Regions from separate parts of the Ovis aries genome. Here region 2 is linked to region 1. A link is a contact called in public Hi-C data. All regions are on one chromosome and are shown on one strand. The core of a region is the stretch at or near the end of the contact, and the rest is flanking DNA. Distances in the headings are between cores, read along the strand shown. Region 1 overlaps MYRIP (myosin VIIA and Rab interacting protein). Region 2 holds the start of EIF1B (eukaryotic translation initiation factor 1B).

Region 1 (6,985 bases), core at 3,271-5,770:
TGAAGAAGAGGGAGGAGACCCAGAGGCTCCCACCGCCCCACCTCGAGTGACTGACAGTTGAAAGGCAAGCTCTGGGAAAGTGATGCTAGGACTGGGGTTGTCCAGCCTGGAAGACATTGACTTTCCTCCCTTAAAACGTGCGGGGAATCTGGATGATGATGGTGATGAGGCTGAGGTGGAGAAAAACTGCTTTGAACTAAGGCAGGCAGGATTCCAAGGTCTATAAAGACAGACCACTAGGCTGACTGAAGGAAAGGGGACTGAGAAAATCTGAGAGTACCCATCGCCAGAGTGCCGCTAGAAAAAGGATCTCCTCACCCCTTTATAATTTCCCCTTATGAAACAAGAGGTTAAATCCCTTGCATCTCGGGTTCTTCCCCTGCTCTGTGGTTCTGCAATCTGGTCTCCCTCCAAGGAGTGTGGGTTAGTGTGGAGCTTCTAGCTTTATCCTGGAAGAATGCAAAGAGCTTGGCCTTTAGGGTCAGGCCGTCTTCAGCTCAGCCACGCTCTAGCCACGTGACCTTGGACAGGCTACTCATGTTAGCGTCCTCAGGGATACAGAGGGAATGACTGGGCCTCTGGAATGAGCTTCTGTGAGTGCAGCACCCGGAGCAGTGTTCACCCACGCCACACGGCCGTGCTCAGCCACAGGAACCCTCCAGTTCCTTCCTCCACCCCTCGCGTCCCCATCGCCTCCATTTATGTCCACCTCTGTGTTTCTCGATCTTGGGAATTCATGGATTACCCAAGAATTGTCAGAGGGTATCCGGTTTGAGGATGGCTGCATTAAAACTTAAATACTGTGAATGTAAGAGACCTGTTAGCGCCACCAGAAGCATAAATCAAAGGAATGGCAATCCCCTGGCAGCACTCGGTGGCAAGGTGGTTAGCCCGGTAACCCACAATGTGCTTTTTTTAGGGTATCAATGAAACAAAAACAAAAATTTAAAGATTAGTATAAAGAATTTGCAGACCACAGAGAACCTCTTGGAAAAGAAGGTATGCTAGTCTATCTTAATGAGTATTCTGTCATCAGGTATTTTAAATTTTACCATACAATTGTACTCATTTCACATGCTAGCAAGGTAATGCTCAAAATCTTTCAAGCTGGGCTTAGCACAGGCACCGAGAACTTCTAGACGAACAAGCTGGGTTTGGAAGAGACAGAGATCAAATTGCAAACATTCATTGGATAATAGAAAAAGCAAGAGAGTTCCAGAGAAACATCTACTTCTGCTTCATTGACTACACTTTGACTGTGTGGATCACAACAAGCTGTGGAGAATTCTTAAAGAGATGAGAGTACCAGCCCATCTTCCCTGTCTCCTGAGAAGCCTGTATGCAGGTCAAGAAGCAAGAGTTAGAACCAGACATAGAACAACTGACTCATTCAAAATTGGGAAAGGAGTACAACAAGGCTGTATATTGTCACCCTGCTTATTTAACTTGTATGCAGAGAACATTATGAGAAATGCCAGGCTGGATGAATCACAAGCTGGAATCAAGATTTCCAGGAGAAATATCAATAATCTCAGATATGAAGATGATACCATCTAATGGCAGAAAGTGAAGGGGAACTAAAGAGCCTCTTGATGAGGGTGAAAGAGGAGAATGAAAAGATGGCTTGAAACTCAACATTCAAAACACTAAGATCATGGCATCTGGTCCCATCACTTCACAGCAAATAGAAGGGGAAAATATGGAAGCAATGACAGATTTTATTTTCTTGGGCTCCAAAATCACTGGGGACAGTGACTGTAGCCACAAAATTAAAAGACGCTTGCTCCTTGGAAGAAAAGCTATGACCAACCTAGACAGCATATTAAAAAGCAGAGACATCACTTTGCCAACAAAGTTCCATACAGTCAAAGCTATGATTTTCCCAGTAGTCATGTACGAAGGTGAGATTTGGACCAAAAAGAGGGCTGAGTGCTGAAGAACTGATGCTTTTGAATTGTGGTACTGAACAAGACTCTCGAGACTCCCTTGGACTGCAAGGCAATCAAACCAGTGATCAAATATTAAAGGAAATCAACCCCAAATATTTATTGGAAGGACTGATGCTGAAGCTGAAGCTCTGGTACTTTGGCCATTTAATATGAAGAGCCAACTCACTGGAAAAGACCCTGATGCAGGGGAAGACTGATGGCAAAAGGAAAAGGGGGTGGCAGAGGATTAGATAACATCACCAACTCCATGAACATAAATTTGAGCCAACTCCGGGAGATAGTGGAGGACAAAGGAACCTGGCTACAGTCCATGAGGTCGAAAAGAGTCAGACACAACTTAGCAACTGAACAGCAATAACATCATCCTTATTTAGCCAGAATCTCCACATTAGGCGGAGAAGGCAATGGCACCCTACTCCAGTACTCTTGCCTGGAAATCCCATGGACGGAGGAGCCTGATGGGTTGCAGTCTGTGGGGTCATGAAGAGTCAGACACGACTGAGCGACTTCACTTTCACTTTTCACTTTCATGCATTGGAGAAAGAAATGGCAACCCACTCCAGTGTTCTTGCCTGGAGAGTCCCAGGGATGGGGGAGCCTGGTGGGCTACAGAGCATGAGGTCACAAAGCGTCAGACACGACTGAGCATGTACGCATGCACTCCATACACTAAATATAAGTGTGCAAAGAAAAGGCAGCTTTTTCCCTTAAATTTCCTCATCAGTCTCCCCACTCTGAAGAGCCAGGAACGTAAAACCAGCCAATCCAACAGACGCTTAGCTGCTTGCAACTTTCTGTTTAAAGCTGTATTTTTAAAGTAAATAACCAGTCATCCAACCCCTCCACTTTCTCCACCTTCACCATCTTGGGTTGTGAGGGGCCTTCTGGTGTCCTCTGAGAGCCGAGCAGTGTTCCTGGTCATTGCAGATCTCTCAGTGATGGGGCCCCTGTTCATCAAGTCATCCCCTGCACTGCCCCCCCTCCCCCGCAGCCCGGGCATCCCGCCAGTGTCTAAGGCTCCGCCCCTTGTGTGCTCAGTTAGAACCCTGGATCTCTCCCTCAGACCCCACCTCGGCTCTCACTTTCACCCACTTCCAACCCTGTCATGCAGCTCCTGGTCAGCTACCTCATTTCTACTCTAGGGAGCTCCTGGGTGCTCACCTTCCAGGAACACCCAAGATCTTCCATGAGCCAGCTTCTGAGTACCCTTGGTGCCACCCAGCAGCCTGGGGAGACCCAAGAGCCCGGAGATACTTGACAGGTAAAGCTCACTCCTTAGACGCCTGCTGTGCTGTGCTAGGTCGCTTCATTTGTGTCCAACTCTGTGAGCCCATGGAGTGTAGCCTGCCAGGCTCCTCTGTCCATGGGATTCTCCAGGCAAGAATACTGGAGTGGGTTGCCATGCCCTCCTCCAGGGGATCTTCCCAACCCGGGGATCAAACCCTCATCTCTTACATCTCCTGCACTGGCAGGTGGGTTCTTTACCACTAGCTCTACCTGGCAGACGCTTGCTCCTCTGCAGTCTGACCCAGGCCTGTTTTCTCCACACCCCAAAGCTCCCCATGCTCTCCACCTCTGAGCCTTATTCCTCTAACTGTGCCAAGCAGCTTCATGCACCTTGGGTCTTAACCGTCCTGCTGCTTCCTCACCAACAATGCCTATCCCATGTCAACATATTAAAATGCTCCTCATCTCTCAAGAACCTGCTCAGAGACCATTCTTCCCGTGGAGCTCCCCCCAAGTCCTAAGACCATAGGATTCCTCCTTCTCAAGCATTCTGGGGGCATCAGCCACCTCTCATGAAGTCCTCACCATTGATTCTTACTCAGGGCCAGAAAAAAAAATCATCATCCAAGGGACACTGTTTATCAGTCCGGTGATTTTTTTTTTCCACTTCTATCATCTGTCTGGACTTCCCTGGCAGCTCAGAGGTTAAAGTGTCTGCCTGGAATGCAGGAGACCAGGGTTTGATCCCTGGGTCGGGAAGATCCCCTGGAGAAGGAAATGGCAACCTACACCAGTACTCTTGCCTGGAGAATCCCATGGAGGGAGGAGCCTGGTAGGCTACAGTCCATGAGGTCGCTAAGAGTCGGACACGACTGAGTGACTTCACTTCACTTCAACTGTCTCCTTTTAATTGCCTTTATATAAACAGCTCCCTTAAGCATTTGTCCAATTATAAACTGAATCAAGCAAATTTGATACATGAATTTCATAAAGAATCTGCCACACCTTTTTAGCAGAACAGGATGGTCTAGATTCTTGTTGCGAAATGTTGTGTGATGAAGCCATTCCTGTCAAATGATGAACTGAATGAAAATACCATCTTTTCTCTTATCCTGATAGATACATTGTTTACGCATTGATTCTTTGTTTACTCATCGATTCTTTATTTACTTATTGATTCTTGGGTTTGAGAAAATTCACTTAGGACACTGTCATCTGAAGACTCTTAGTCTGAGATTTCACTTAGACAACCAATTTCTTCCATCATCGTTAGAGCCTGTGGAGCTGCTCTCCAACTTCATCTTATGAGTCATCTAATAATTGTGAAATGTTGTTCTCTCAGTTTTTTTCCTTTGCCATTATGAAAAATTTTGAATTCCCAACTGTATACAGTGAGCTAAAAGCAGACTCAAAATGGTGATGATTTATTTCCATGTTGAATCATCCTTCTAAGTAATACCATTTTTCTCTTTTGTTATTCTAGTCTCTTTTTAAGCAAAATTGATGAGTAATGATGAAAGATAATTCCCGGGATGATAAAACAGCAAAATATTTCCAAAGATAAGTAAAATGAGATCATGAAAATCTCATCATGTGTCTTAGATTGATAAAAGGGTCCAATGAACCCAGATAATAATTGCAAGATGGAAGGAGTTTTGTTTACAGAATTAGTACATTTTCTCTTTGTTCTTGGGGAGTTCTTCAATAAAGAATAAAAGTCATGAAACACCAAGCCTTTTAAACAGATAAAACAACTCAAAGAGGAAATTCAAAAGCTAATATTGTGTGCAGTGGACCCTGATGGTATGCTGGGGGTTATCTTGTTAAAATTCCATACACGTCTGTCCAACATGAGGTGAAGAATAGAGTGAGACTTAACGATTTCCATGTCTTCCTGGAGTTTCCCAGGCCCGGTCAGGGCTCTGCTCACGGAGGGAGCTCTAGGAGATGGTAGGAGCCAGAGATGTAATTGTGTGACTATCAAGGGAAGGTGGCATAGTATTCCTTACGTGTGCACAAGAACTTCACACCATCTCAAAATCTTTGTGATCTGTCCTGAATACGGTTCTTTCCTCTCTCCCTTTTAGCTGGGTAACTGCTGCACTTTGAATCTCAACTCAAACGCCACTTCCACGAGCCAGCTTTCCCTAACTCCCAGCTTCTCTGCACTTAGCAGGGTTTTAGTGTCTCTTCCACTGGGAGCTGGTGGAGGTTTGCTCAGACTTGCATCCTCAGTACCAGCACAGTGTTGCCCCTAGTAGCCACTGGATAAGTATTCTGCAAATGAAAAACACTGAATTCACTTTTCTGACTACAGATGCTCACCTGCCTAGAGTTTTTTTTTTTTTTAATTGAAGGATAATTGCTTTACAGTATTGCATTGGTTCTGCCTAAAGTTTTAACAAAGTGTTAAGATGCATATGTTTGAGAAAGTAAGAATAAAAAGTAAGAGCTCATCCATAGGGAAAGCAGATCAAGCAAGAGCTTCACTTTCCTGGTTTAGTTTACCTTCATTTTCATTGACCTTTGGTGGTTTAGTCGCTAAATCATGTCTGACTCTTGCAACCCCATGGACTGGAGCCCACAAGGCTCCTCTGTTCATGGGATTTCCCAGGCAAGAATACTGGAGTGGGTTGTCATTTCTTTCTCCTGGGGATCTTCCCAACTCAGGGACTGAACCCACGTTTCCTATGTCTCCCGCCTTGCAGGCAGATTCTTTATCCGCTGAGCCATCAGGGAGGCCTGATGTAAAGGACTGACCTTTACCCGGAGATTATCGGGAACAATATGGCTATAGAAAAAGGGTCTTCAGCTCGTGATTCTGGCTTTCCTTCAGGTGCCGGGTGATTTACCAGAGATTGACATCAGCAGTGAGGCTCGGCATCCCCGGGCCGACACAGACACCACAGAAGAGAAACGGAGGAACAGGCTGTATGAGCTAGCAAGGAAAATGAGTGAGAAGGAGACTTCTTCTGGGGAGGATCAGGAATCCGAGCCCAAGACTGAGTCTGAGAACCAGAAGGAAAGTCTGTCCTCTGAAGACAACAGCCAGAGTGTCCAGGAAGAGCTGAAGAAGGTAAGGGCTGCGCAGTCACAGCACATGGCCCAGTCTCTGCCTGGTCTCTTGCCGCTGGGGTGAGGCTCTGTATTTGTGCTGAGATTTGCTGAGAACCCAAAGAGCACTCTCTAAAATGCCCATCCCTGTGCACTTGGGAGAGCCCAGGAAAACTTGACTTGATTAATGCAGAGTTATTCAATCAGGAAAACAGCCCCGCGTGTCCTTGGATATCTCCCAAGACCTCTCATATCCCATCTTTCATCAAGACAGCCCTTGCTGTCTTTCGAGTCTGTAATGTAGCACCCACAGTCTCTCTTACTGGTAAGAGCCGTGTTATTTCACACCACCCTCCCCCCAAGGAATGTTTCCTGTGGAATGAGGGCATCTAGCCAGCCCTCTTTTACCAGTGCTAAAGCTTCATGTCATAGTATAAAGTCTTTGCACTGAAAGTTGCCTTCTAGGTCACTATCTCTGTAGTTTTCAGATCTGGGCTTGACTTACTTAGAACCTTTCCCAAACAAACCTTATATGGAACCCCAGGGTTCTAATCAGATACAAACACTGCTGCTCCGAGGGGTCCCCAAAACCCCAGTCACTTTGATCTTCAGTCCCACAGTCCTCTCTTCCTTCCAAGCCCAAGTAGGCCACCGAGTTCCAAGGGACATGGTGTGAAAACCACAGAAAATAGACCCTACCTCTGGCAGAAGGGGATCCCAGCCTCTCTCCCACCATCCTCCATGACATGCCTGGG
Region 2 (6,985 bases), core at 2,591-5,090, 64 kb after region 1:
CCTTCTCTTTAATGATAGCATAGCCCTTGATTATTACTATTAATTTCAATGATCTATCATTCAAGTTCCCACGGCAGGTTAAGCAGGTTTCTGGAGATGTGATTTTATTTCTGGCCTATGCAAATACTCATAATAGTGAGTTCTGCTCTAACACAAACCTACTATCTTCAGTGACAAAAAAAAGAATTAGATGTCTTAACTGATAATGTTTTCAAGCATTTCCTTTGTATCACACATTGCTAATATAACAATCGAGTGTTCACGATAATAAGCTGAGGTTGTAAAGTGACTTTTTCTGACCTAGACACTAGGTCTAGGTCCTCCTACATAAGGAGTCCCACATCTCTCAAGAACCGGCCTGGATTAGGATTCTTGTTGAGTCGCCAGGAACAGCTGGTGGGAGGGGTGACCTCAGCGATGCTGAATTCAGAGCACAGCAACTGAGACAGATGGTGAGCTACACTCACGGAAGCAGAAAACCTGAGCGCCGTATCATCACGAGGCCGCTGCAATCAGTGACCTCTGGATGGACAAGGACCCGAGGTCCTCACCTGTTAGCATCTCTTCATGACTGGCTGACGTTAGAAGCGGCTGCATAAAATCCACCATTGTCTTCCTGGTAGGCAGACTACTGGGGATCCTGTCCACCACCTCACAGTGTCCCCTTTATGAGAGTCCACGAAAAGCACCGCCTGTGGCTCAGAGCCAGACAAAGTCATTCCTCCTGCACAGCTGGTATGGTTTCATCCTGTAGGCGTACGGATTTTCTAGCTGATTTTCTCTTTGTCTTAACCATTAGGAAGTTAAAAGCCAGATCTGAGGTTTCTCACTAGCTTTGGGGGCTTTTAATTCTCAACTAGTCTAACATTTTTTTTAAAAAAATCTTCCCTGATTCCTTTAGTCACTACTACTGTTTTCTGCAATTGATCTAAACTCCCTTTGGAAATAAGGCAGAAACTAATCACCTTAAACTAGGCTGACGTTGTTTAGAGATATTAATAAAAATAATAGATTTTAAGTGCTTTAATTTGTCCCTTTTATAACTTTACATATAGGTCAAATCCTTTCACTCTAAACCAGTGCTGTCCAATAGAAATAGTATGTGAGCCGTATATAGTATTACATTTTCTAATAGCCACATTCTAAAAAGAAACAGGTGAAACTGAGACAGTTTAAGTCTTCCAAATGTGTACTTTAGAGAGCGAGAGCACATCACAATTTGCAGTAGCTACACTGCAAGGGTTCAATAGCCACATGTGGTTAGTGGTTCCTGTATTGGACGGGTCAGGTCTAAAATCAAAGTCAGAATGATGACTAGAGTCAGAATCGTGACTATCATCACGATTGTATTTGACCTGTTTTCATAGTTGGCTTTGATTTCTGACCTCCTGGGGATCTCTGATATAAACAGTAGGTCCAAGAAAGTATGTGCTCTCCTGACACAGGTAATGACCATGAATACCCCAAGATTTCTGGATCTTTTTTAACTTCTCTATGTTTGTTTTTTTTTTTTCCTTGACTGAACCACTTTTGGCTCCTTCTAAGAAAAAACATAATATAAAATGGTTTGAGATGTCTAGTAACAGAAATGGTTATACATTTTGTTTATTCTTAAAGTTCATCCAAATAAGTATTAAAAATTACTTTAAAGCACACTGATAAAGGTTCAAAACTAGAAAGCCACTGTAGGAATAATCAACAAATGAACAACAAAAAATGTTTGCTTCTCCTTGTTTTTGAACCAGTTTTAACACTTTACACTTTAGTTTGGATAATAAAAGTGTCATTCATTTAAGTCAGGACTAAACGCCCCAAAATGTAGTTCAGATTTCTGAGAGTGGCCAATTTGATTCTTCAGGCAAATAATGTAACCCATGAAAGCCTCCATTTCTACATGAGTATAACCAGAGGAATAACTATATTATGGAGAAGGCAATGGCAACCCACTCCAGTACTCTTGCCTGGAAAATCCCATGGACAGAGGTGTCTGGTAGGCTGCAGTCCATGGGGTCGCTAAGAGTCGGACATGACTGAGTGACTTCACTTTCACTTTTCACTTTCATGCATTGGAGAAGGAAATGGCAACCCACTTCAGTGTTCTTCCCTGGAGAATCCCAGGGATGGGGGAGCCTGGTGGGCTGCCATCTCTGGGATCGCACAGAGTCCAACATGACTGAAGCAACTTAGCAGCAGCAGCAGCAACTATTTTATAGAATGGCTATGAAGATTAATATACTGTGTATAAACCTCACAACAGGCAAACAGTATGTACTCAATAAATTATCCACTCACTACTATTTTTTATGATAGTAAACTATCCACTTACTATTATCATAGTTAACCACAAAAGATTATTAAATCCATGTTCCAAAACTGGGGTCTGCAGATTGTCCATCCACAGCTAAAACTGTGGAGAGTAGATTCCTAAAACCAGAGGGAAAATAAGACTCCACCTACATTTTCACTAATCTCTAAACAAAAGTTAGCCTTTGTTTCATTATGAATGCTGGCAACATCAACGTAGTATCTGAAGGATCTGTAACTCTGCACTAGCAGAAGTCACTGTTTTCATATTACATTTCTGATGCCTACAGACATCTCAAAATATTTGTCACCTTTTCGAAATTCCAGGCTTTGTGAGATCTGCTGCTAGATCTTCTCAATTAAGGCATTAGTAAAGAAGCAATACTATGTTATCAACCTATTGGTTTTAATTTCAATACATTATTTCCTTTGTAATCCAACATTTTTTATTTCACGCACTTAAAAGGATTATTCTGAGAATGGGTCCGTAGGTTTCACAAGACTGCCATGGCACAAAACAAAGTTAAGAATCCCTGACTTTCAGTCTATCTCTTTGCTTCCAGAAGGCCAACCAAGTTTTACAATCAAGCACCTGACTGGGTGAGCCCATTCCCATAGTCTCAGGTTTGTTTTCTGTTTATAGCTTGATAGGAAGATATTACTGTTCTGGTGTCTGACTCTGTCAATTAACCTTCGTGTTCAAGGTTCTGTGTTAAGCTGACAGGTTGATTTTCTGGTGCATTCGGTCGACTTGGGGAATATATGTGACTCCCACTGGATGCCAGGCCTTCAATGAAGCTGGGCAGTGGTTTTGAAGCGCGGTTCCAGATCAGTAGAATTAGCGTATCCTGGCAGCTTGTTAGATACGCAAATTCTCGGGTCACTCCCCAGACGTCCTAAAACTGAAGCTGCGGGGTGTCTATCAGTCTGTATTTTAAGCCCTGGGGGAGATGTACGCTAGAGTTTGAGAACCACCGTGGTAGACACTCGGAGGACAGCACAATCCTGGGTAGGAGGCCCCCACCTCGACCCTTGGTAGGAACTAACAGGGTTCCTACAACCGGACGGGGCAGGAGATGGGGAAGGGAGGTAATGAGCGAAAGCCGGGACTTTGGGCCTTGTTCGGCTCCTGTACCCCGATTTTACTTAGATTACCCAGGGCCTCGAGGGTGACTGATGGGAGATTATCCGCCTCCCCTCCCCTGGCCCCGCCAGCACCGACCCCTCCGGGCTGCCACCCTACGGCTAGAAAAGACGAGTCAAGGGAGAGTGTGCGAGAGAGCGGAGAGGACAGCTCTAGACAAGAGGGTTCTAGCCAGACAGATCGGCAGCTCGCTAAACCCTTCCCTGCCCAAGCCACCCGGTGCTGGGGGGCGCACACCCTGCTGGGAATTGAGGTCCCGGAAGCCCACCCATTCCAGGCTTTCCGGACTGTCTTGCCTCGAGAAAACTACAAGTCCCAGAGTGCTCGGCGCGGGCGGGTCACGTGGGAGGGGCGGCGGGCGCGGCTAAATAGTCTCCGTCGGCCATTTTGTGGGAGAAGCTGCAGCGCCGCCTCTTCTTTCGCGTCTTCGCATCCGTTGCCGCCGCCTCTTCCTCCGCCTCCTCCTTCGCCTCTTCCTGCCTCCTCCCGGCTTCCGCCGCCGCCGCCGCCGCTCAAGCCGCATCCCAGCCCCGGGGCCAAGCGTCTCCGTATTTATTTCCGTTTTTTCGCCACTACAGCCTCCTGACACGGTGATCCGGGCGGGCCCCGCAGGAATTTTATCCCCACACCGGCCTCACACTAGTATCGCATGTCCACTATCCAGAACCTCCAATCTTTCGGTAAGAGCGGGTCGCCCCGCCGCCTCCTCCCGCCCGCCGCGTCCTCCGTGCGCCTCTCGGCTGTCCAGCCGCCGCTGCCCGCCCCCGGCGGGGCCGCTCCCCCGCTCCCCGCCTCGCAGGGCCCCCGGTCGCCCTCCCCGCACCCCGAGTGGGGCTTTGTCTCGGCGCCCAGAAGATGGCGACTGGGCCCCGGGCGACCCCCTCCCTGAAGACGGCCCCCGGAGCCCCGGCCGCGGACCCTGTGCCGCCCGCTGCCCGCTCCTGGCCCGGCCTGCGCCTCGCTTCTGCCTCCTGCCACCTCTGCGACCCTGTGCCGCCCCCAGACCTGCCCTGCTGCTGGCCAGGGGGACGCCGGCCCGGGCCGGGGTGTCGGCGTCCATTAGCGGTCGGGGCTGTTGTGTGAGCGGCTCTCGGGGGCATTTAGTAGAAGACGCGGCCGATCAGGCCTCTGATCTGTTACAGGGTAGTGGTCCAGTTCTCTTCGTGTAGCACTCTTGATTGAGATATGTGCATCTTTTCCCAGGCAGAGTTACTGTTAAATGACTAGGAAGTATCTGTGAATCTTTCTGTTGTCATCAGAATGTAATCGAGATGACGCACATTTTTTATAGTGGCTATAAAATTAAGGTCTTAAAATCTCAGGATTATGTTCAACGATAACATTATCCACCTGTAAGCGTTTTTCTCTTCCGGTATTGGTGGGCATACCTGTTTAAAAATCTCGTTTTGTGAGAGTACCTTAGCGGTTTCAGCAATGACCTACGCTTATGACTGCCCCCTCCCCCCGCCCCGCATCCCCACCTGCAGAAAAAAAGCAGAGGCACTAGAACCTTCTTTGCTGAGTGTCTAGATTGTAGCGAACCATATATCTGGAAATTACTAACTAAAAGATATTTTCCTGCTTTGGATTTTTCTGTATTCCCTTTGCAGACCCCTTTGCTGATGCAACTAAGGGTGACGACTTACTCCCGGCAGGGACTGAGGATTACATTCATATAAGAATCCAGCAACGGAACGGCAGGAAGACGCTGACCACTGTCCAGGGCATTGCGGATGATTATGACAAAAAGAAACTTGTGAAAGCTTTCAAAAAGGTAAAGGTGTTAGGAAGAAGAGATTAAAATGTAGTTATTGAAGCACACCTCTAAGTAGGATTATGGTCCACACCTTTACTTGACTGTCAGTGTGGATGAAAATGATTTGACCCAAGGAAACTGTTCATACTGTTAATTAACATCTAGGTAATCTTAGGGTGGAAATAAAATATCACTGTTATCTGATTCAGTTATGTTGAATCTACTTCTTCAGAAATTTGCCTGTAATGGTACTGTGATTGAACATCCGGAATACGGAGAGGTTATTCAGCTTCAAGGTGACCAAAGGAAAAACATTTGCCAGTTTCTCTTGGAGGTGAGTGATTGGGTGCTTTCTGTACAGACTTGAGATTGCTTCTGACATTGTATTTAAGGGTGACATGGATTATAACTTTATTCTCTGTAGTAAAAAATCATGTGGATGAAGCACATTAATTCTGCTTATTTTGAAGACAGGAGTACTGGTTTTTTTTGTCATTAGAATGACCTGGTCATTCCTGGGTCCACTGAGGATGTTTTGTGGCATGTCATGATATTCAAATGTGTGTTCAGTTTTTATTAACAGTTCATGCCACAAATAATAGTGTTGCAATGACCTGTTAACAATGATACTTTTTAATGACTGCTCTGTCTTCTTAGGAATGAATTTATATGTTAGTGATGCTGCTAAATTTTATTTTGCAGGTTGGCATTGTCAAGGAGGAACAGCTTAAGGTTCATGGATTCTAAAATGAACCTAAACACGTGGAGGATTTCTTGAATAATTTTGTTCTCTGACCCAGTTTGGCTGCCTTGTGAAATGATTCTCTGCAGTAAATGGACTTTTCATTTATTTAATCATTCAAGCTTCCATTCACATCTGCATGATTACAGAAAACATGGGGTATGTAGGCTAGTAACACATAAGAAAATTGCAGTAAGATGGTAATGAAACCCCGTATTCATCTTAACATGTTTCCAATGGAAAAGATTTTGTTTTGAGTGTTTATTTGTCTATTCAGTTTATTACTTTTCACTTGATTAAATTTTTTGTTGTATTAAACCATGTATGTTGCAGCTTAACAATAAAAAAAATATCTATGAGTCCTTTTGTGGTCAGTTAGGCTCCCACATCCATGCAAGTAATGTACACCTATAGTTTGTCTTTCATAATTGGCGTTCTCATTTTGTTTATTCTTTCTGATTAATTTCAGATGCTTTTAAAGCTAGAGGAGAACCTTTGTTATATGTAATTTTTGTTCTTTACTAACTGACTTAAGAATAAGAGAAGAAACAATATAAGCTCAGTCAAAACCAAGAATTTATCAGAAAGTACTGTTAAATTGTTGAGAAGAAACATAGTTTGAACTTTATTGGCACATAGAATTCTTTTGGTTCTTTTATTGGTTATATTACTGGGATGCCAACATAAGTCTGTTAACTGCCAGACAATAAAGTAGGTTCCTGACATAAATTTAGTCAGAGGTGCTGCCTTGCAAGTGTGGGTGGGTGGGTGGTGCTACTGCTCTACAGATGGAAGAAAGACATTGTTTGGGGTTGGGGTTAACTTGCCTAGAGTGCCAGAAAGTGACAGTTGGGGTGGCAGCCAAGGGCTTCCAACCAGAGAAGTCATATTCTTTCACTAAATCCTGGTTTGGTATTTGTTTCACCAGAAGGAAGAACCATAGGTGACGGTGCATGGGGACTGGGAGTAGTGTGAGAAATTAGAGAGTTAACGGTTGTTACTTAGGAGGTTGCTGCTGCTTATCCTCTTTGAGTTCCAG

The links. A called contact is a pair of places that touch in the nucleus more often than the background predicts.
Region 2: a contact with region 1 is called in a Hi-C map of tail adipose tissue, with 2.1 times the contacts expected there. The contact joins the promoter of EIF1B here to the enhancer-like site in region 1. A contact is called at or near these places in 15 of 16 Hi-C or Micro-C datasets (blood, hypothalamus, liver and 7 more).

The regions. Positions count from the first base shown.
Region 1 is chr19:13,113,416-13,120,400 of ARS-UI_Ramb_v3.0, forward strand. It overlaps MYRIP (myosin VIIA and Rab interacting protein), which reads left to right. Exons shown (of 17, transcript XM_027958035.2): 11 at 6,013-6,252. Among named protein-coding and RNA genes, the nearest start is that of EIF1B, 65 kb to the right of the region's middle. Within about 2 kb of position 4,521, at least 5 of the 54 cell types and tissues checked have an H3K27ac peak or open chromatin away from gene starts, as enhancers often do. A contact at or near this core is called in tail adipose tissue, where this site is marked.
Region 2 is chr19:13,178,132-13,185,116 of ARS-UI_Ramb_v3.0, forward strand. It overlaps EIF1B (eukaryotic translation initiation factor 1B), which reads left to right and starts at 3,841. Exons shown (of 4, transcript XM_004018240.5): 1 at 3,841-4,128; 2 at 5,059-5,222; 3 at 5,437-5,538; 4 at 5,907-6,305. The coding sequence starts at 4,098. The coding sequence ends at 5,951.